Linked DNA regions of Mus musculus: region 1 is linked to region 2. A link is a contact called in public Hi-C data. All regions are on one chromosome and are shown on one strand. Each heading gives the region's core, a stretch centred on a gene start, on an enhancer-like site or on the middle of the called end of the contact. The rest is flanking DNA. Distances are from core to core; before and after follow the strand shown. Region 1 holds the start of Hsd3b2 (hydroxy-delta-5-steroid dehydrogenase, 3 beta- and steroid delta-isomerase 2). Region 2 overlaps Hsd3b5 (hydroxy-delta-5-steroid dehydrogenase, 3 beta- and steroid delta-isomerase 5).

Region 1 (2,700 bases), core at 80-2,579, 89 kb before region 2:
AGTGCTCTGAGCAGCTGCACTTGCTCCTTTCGGGTTTCTACCATGTTGCACAGAGATTCCACCTCAGCAGTGAACTGACAGCAGGCACTGGACATGGCAGGCAGATCAAAAACTGCATCTAAAATCCCATAGGGTGGTGGTGGAAAGAACAATAGAAGTGTGGCAACATTTCTCAGTGGAGGATCTGAGGCCATGGCGGTTGTAGCCAGTGTGGGTGGAGCACAATAGCTCTCTGCTCTGTTTCCTCTCCTATGAGAGCAGACTCCTCAGTGGGTTGCAGCTCATTATCAAAATCAATGAGGGAAGGATAAAGGTCTGCCATGCTAGTTTCCTCCATAAGTGGGAGCAAGAAAAAGTCCATAACATCAGCCACAAAGTGGGCAAGATTCCTTCTCTTAAAGGGGACAAAGGAGGTACATAAGTCACTAGAGTAGCAGAAGGAGGACAGGGAATGGTTTCTTTGAGAAACTGCACTTCCAGCACTCTCTCTTGGGAGAAGCATGAGCAAATGTCTCAGACAAAATCTAAAAATTTCTTTAAATCCTTTTTCTGAACCCTAGTTCCTCACTTTTTGAGTGACTCCTTGAGCCCTGACATAAAAAGTGACTACTTAGAAAATGCTTGTCCCATGTCCTACTGTATTTCTCCTAAGATCTGCACCACATTATGCTCTCTTTCCAGACTGTCTCACAGTAGGTTGGACCGTAGCATTGAGCTGAAGCGAAATATCTCTCTGGTGCTTCTCAAGAAGAGCATGTTGGCCAACCTTCCAATAATGAGCAGCATTCTCTTCCTCAGTGATCCCTGGGAAGCCCCACATTCTGGGCACCAGTTTATCCCAACCTGCAGCAAGGTGAACAAGGACTAGAGAACAAACTGGAAGAAAAATGGGGAACAAGAAAGAACAGACAACAAGTGAAGTCTGATCAAGATGACAAATGTTCTTTTTCCCAGGCAAGTTTTATACCCAATAGAAGCAGGATATGGGGAGGAGGAGGATGCAGAATCGCTTTGTCTCTGGGTGAATGCACCTGTTTCCAATAGCAGGATATTGGCTAGGTAAAAAGTTCAGCAGGAGGACCAGAACAGAGAGAGTTGCTTGGTACCTGTCCACAAGATCTATAGATATTTGCTCTTAACTTGGGGTAGTATTTTCCCACAGAAACCTCAACTAAGGTAGTACTTTTCCACTAAGGCCAAGAATTTCTAAGTAAGCACTTATGGCTGACAAGGAATTTAATATTCAAACCGGGTACTTCACAAAATAAATGAGTGATGTTTCATAGCACATAGCTAGTTCCAAACAATCCTGCAGCACACTCTGCTCTCTGTGTCCTAATCAAGAAGGGAGCTCTCAATTGTGCCTGCCTTCAGGATCTCCAACTCTTGGAAACAAAATGTAAGTCCAATTAAATGCCTTCTTTTATAAGTTGCTTAATTGTAGGTTTTTGTATTGGCAGTACAGAGTAAAGAATACAGTGCCTGGTAGGGAGGTTTTCACTTATTTAGGTGAGCTTCCTGCTGGTTACTCCCACAGTAGGTAGATTTCTAACTAGAAATCATAAAACACAAAGTGAGTAAAGGAGAGAGAGAGAGAGGGAGAGAGAGAGAGAGAGAGAGAGAGAGAGAGAGAGAATCAACAAATAACATCATCAAATTATGGGCTTACACTACTAAGAAGATAAGACTAGAGTAGCCCAAGTAGGAAAGGAAGCAACTGTAACCTCAAATAAGGTTCTTAAATTATCCAGTAGAAATGACTAGGGAGACCCTGCTGGATCATTCCTGCTGGAGCTCCAGGGGTTCATGGTGGGATGCAAACACCCACATAGTCTCACATGTTTAAATATATGGTACCCATTGATGGAAATGCTATGGAAGCATTAGGAGGTGTGGCATTCTTGGAGGAGGTATGTCACTGGAAGTGGACTTTGAAGCTTCCAGCCAATCCTACTGCACACTCTGCTCTTTCCATCCAGATCAAAAATGGAGATCTCAACTGCTCTTGTTTCATGATCTACAATCCTTGAAAACAAAACGTAAGTCCAATTAAATGCTTTCTTTTATAAGTTGCTTTGGCTGTGATGTTTTGTATCAGCAATACAAAGTAAAGAATAAACTGCCTGGTAGGGAGGTTTCTGATTATTTAGGTGAACTTCCTGCTGGTTATTCCCACAATAGGTTGATTTCCACCATGAGAGAAGCAATAGTAACTTCTCTTGGCAATGGTTGTTCTAGCTGGTCTCAAGGACAAAATGTTTTGTATAGCTTTAACTCTTCTCTATGCCTTGTCTACATTTCACAAGGGTAAAGGAGGGGTAGTCTCTCTTAGGAAAGCATTTTAAAGGACATTGGAGATAAACATGCTTGAGTCTAAAGTCAAAGGACAGGGCTGAATCTCAGATTTGGATATCAATATGTGTAAACAGTGCATGTCAATTTACCACCAGAAGCAGCAATAAGATATGACTTCTGCTTATACATCCTTCTCAACCTCTTACTCACTATATGAGGGTGCTCACTTCAACACGTCCATGTCATATCATAGGAAAGGGCACTGCCCTTATAAATGTGTTAAGTGTCATTTATCACATTTTTGTGTGAGGGATACATCATACATTGCATCTATACCCACATTGTCTGAGTAGGCAGGCAGCTCCTGCTGAGAGAACAGAAATTACTAGTCGGCCATCACTGCAA
Region 2 (2,700 bases), core at 186-2,685:
CACTAGCAAGATTTTATTGAAAGGACGCAGATGTAGCTGTCTCTTGTGAGACTATGCCGGGGCCCAGCAAACACAGAAGTGGATGCTCACAGTCAGCTAATGGATGGATCATAGGGCTCCCAATGGAGGAGCTAGAGAAAGTAGCCAAGGAGCTAAAGGGATCTGCAACCCTATAGGTGGAACAACATTATGAGCTAACCAGTACCCCGGAGCTCTTGACTCTAGCTGCATATATATCAAAAGATGGCCTAGTCGGCCATCACTGGAAAGAGAGGCCCATTGGACTTGCAAACTTTATATGCCCCAGTACAGGGGAATACCAGGGCCAAAAAGGGGGAGTGGGTGGGCAGGGGAGTAGGGGTGGGTGGATATGGGGGACTTTTGGTATAGCATTGGAAATGTAAATGAGTTAAATACCTAATAAAAAATGGAAAAAAAAAATAGAACCACAGGGAAAAAGGGAGGAAAGAGAGAGTAGAGAAGGAGGCAGTTTTACTGAGTGAGTTTTACAGACAGAGCTTAAAGAGAAAAGAAGCTAGACACAGGTGAAGACAGAACTACCCAGAGAATGGTAAGCCAGAATATTAAAGACATTGCCAGATTTACTTTGAGGACAAGCAGAGCACAAAGTCAGAGGCAGAGAAAGAAGTTATACTGAGTCAGTCATCTCAGAGAAGAGTTAGACTCAGAACTAGCCAGCCAGACATCAGAAAGAGCTAGGAAATAGTGAGCTCATTCAGTCTCATATCTAAGAGTATGGACACATTCTAGGCACTGGTTAGATGGTAAGGAGGTTATAAGCTTCCAGGGCAAGGTCTGAGTAAGCACATTAAGGCAGTAAGCCCACAGACAAAAATGACACTAGGCAAGTTACAGGTACTTTTAGAATGTCAAGTTCTGCTCAAAATTCAAGCAGAAGTCAGACCCTCTTGAACCAAAGCAGCAATGTCTCTAAATGGTTTTACTGACAGAAATTCTTCCCTCAGTAAGCACATTTGGGTCCAGTACCCTAAAGCAATGTCTTGGAAAAGACTCTGAGGCATTGTGAAGTTTTAAACAATGAAGTCTGGCATCAAGCAGCACAGAGTCCCTTGGAGTTTCCTTTCCCAGATTAATTACTTCATTACATTTGAATTGAGCTTCATTGGGAATTCTTAGAGGAAAAGTGATACAGAGACAAACCTAACAGTGGTTTCTCTCCCACTTGTGAGAAATTCTTCACATTTGAAATGGCATTGCTTACATTAAAAATAGTGTTTACTGTCAACACATCTTTGGCACTCTGCTCTTTTACTCTCCCACCAATCATGTGCTGATATATGCTTGTGACTTTGTAGGAATTCTCTAGCCTGAATCTGGAATCAAAGAATCTCTAGCCTGTACACATCATGGTGAACCACGAATCAGAGAGCAAAGGTAGAACCAGGGCTGAACTGTTGCCTTCAAAGACACCCTACTAGAGCTTCCCAGTGTCATTCCCGGCTTTCAGGTTTGTGGCACTCTAAGAATCAGGGTCCAAAATAAATTGTGGGGCTGCAAAGATGACTAAGTGGTTAAGAGTACTTGGTAGTCTTATAGCAGACCAATGTCCTGTCACCAGCACACAGATGGCAAATCACAAATGTGGGGTGGGGAATCAAGCTCTTATGTTAAAAGAAATATGAGAGTAGAATCTGGAGCCAATTGTACTTGCCATGACTGGAAACATAAATGTAGATAGCTCCAAATGCCACATTCCAACAAGGAAGAAATTTCACAAGATTATTTTCATTTAATAGAACAAGAAAGTTATAAATCAAGGCAATATTAAAATTCATTAGTGAGCTAACCAGAAGGGCAGGTACAGCAAGATGTGCAAACAATTCTACAGACATAAGATACTAGCTGATGAAATTCCTGGCTCTGGGACTGGTAGAAGTTAATATTCTGCTAAGTCAGTAGATTTTAGGAGCTTTGTAGTTATTATCACAAGATGTAGGTTTCCAGTTAATAGCTTATTTATTAACAAGAGATGTTAGTCCGGATACAAGTGGGACAAAGTATGGATGTTACATAATGCTAACTAGCCAAAGATATATAATTAGCCCCTAATCAACTAATTCCACTGGAAAATTCCTAGAGTTGATAAACACTTAAAGCAAATAGCAGGGTAGAAAATTAACACACAAAAATCAGTAGCCTCCTATATTCAAATGAAAAATAGACGAGAAAATTATTCTGGGAAGCAAAACCCTTCCCAATAGCTCTAAATCATATAAAATATCTTAGAGTAACTCTAACCAAGTAAGTAAAAGATTGTATGATTAAAAACCTTAAGACAATGAAGAGAGTTTCAGAATATGGAAAGAGATTCCATGGTCATGGGTCAGTATGACTAAACTAATACCAAGGGCAATCCTAACAAAAGCAATCTGCAGAGTCTATGCACTTCCAACCAAAACTCCAATCCTCATATGAGCACACATACATAGAAAAAACTAAGATACATAAAATATTCCTGAATTTAAAGAATTGCAGGAGGTATCACTATTCCCAATTTTAAGTTGTACTATGGAACTATAGTAATAAAAACAGCATGGTATTGGAAAAAAAGCAAACACAATCAAAGAAATCAAATTGAAGACCTAGACACAATTGACATAGTCGTTGAGATCAGAATCCTAATAAAGAATATAGAAGTACACACTGAAAAATAAGACA

What was found. A called contact is a pair of places that touch in the nucleus more often than the background predicts.
Region 1: a Hi-C map of liver shows a contact between it and region 2, with 1.8 times the contacts expected there. The contact joins the promoter of Hsd3b2 here to the enhancer-like site in region 2. A contact is called at or near these places in 2 of 484 Hi-C or Micro-C datasets (liver and nephron progenitors), 1 of 115 datasets of contacts at active chromatin or transcription factors (embryonic stem cells) and 3 of 9 other capture datasets (adipose tissue, embryonic stem cells and liver).

Annotation. Positions count from the first base shown.
Region 1 is chr3:98,723,172-98,725,871 of GRCm38.p6, reverse strand. It overlaps Hsd3b2 (hydroxy-delta-5-steroid dehydrogenase, 3 beta- and steroid delta-isomerase 2), which reads left to right and starts at 1,329. Exons shown (of 6, transcript NM_001359741.1): 1 at 1,329-1,399; 2 at 1,980-2,039.
Region 2 is chr3:98,634,561-98,637,260 of GRCm38.p6, reverse strand. All of the region lies in intron 1 of Hsd3b5 (hydroxy-delta-5-steroid dehydrogenase, 3 beta- and steroid delta-isomerase 5), which reads left to right. Among named protein-coding and RNA genes, the nearest start is that of Hsd3b5, 9.6 kb to the left of the region's middle. Within about 2 kb of position 1,435, at least 3 of the 459 cell types and tissues checked have an H3K27ac peak or open chromatin away from gene starts, as enhancers often do. A contact at or near this core is called in liver, where this site is marked.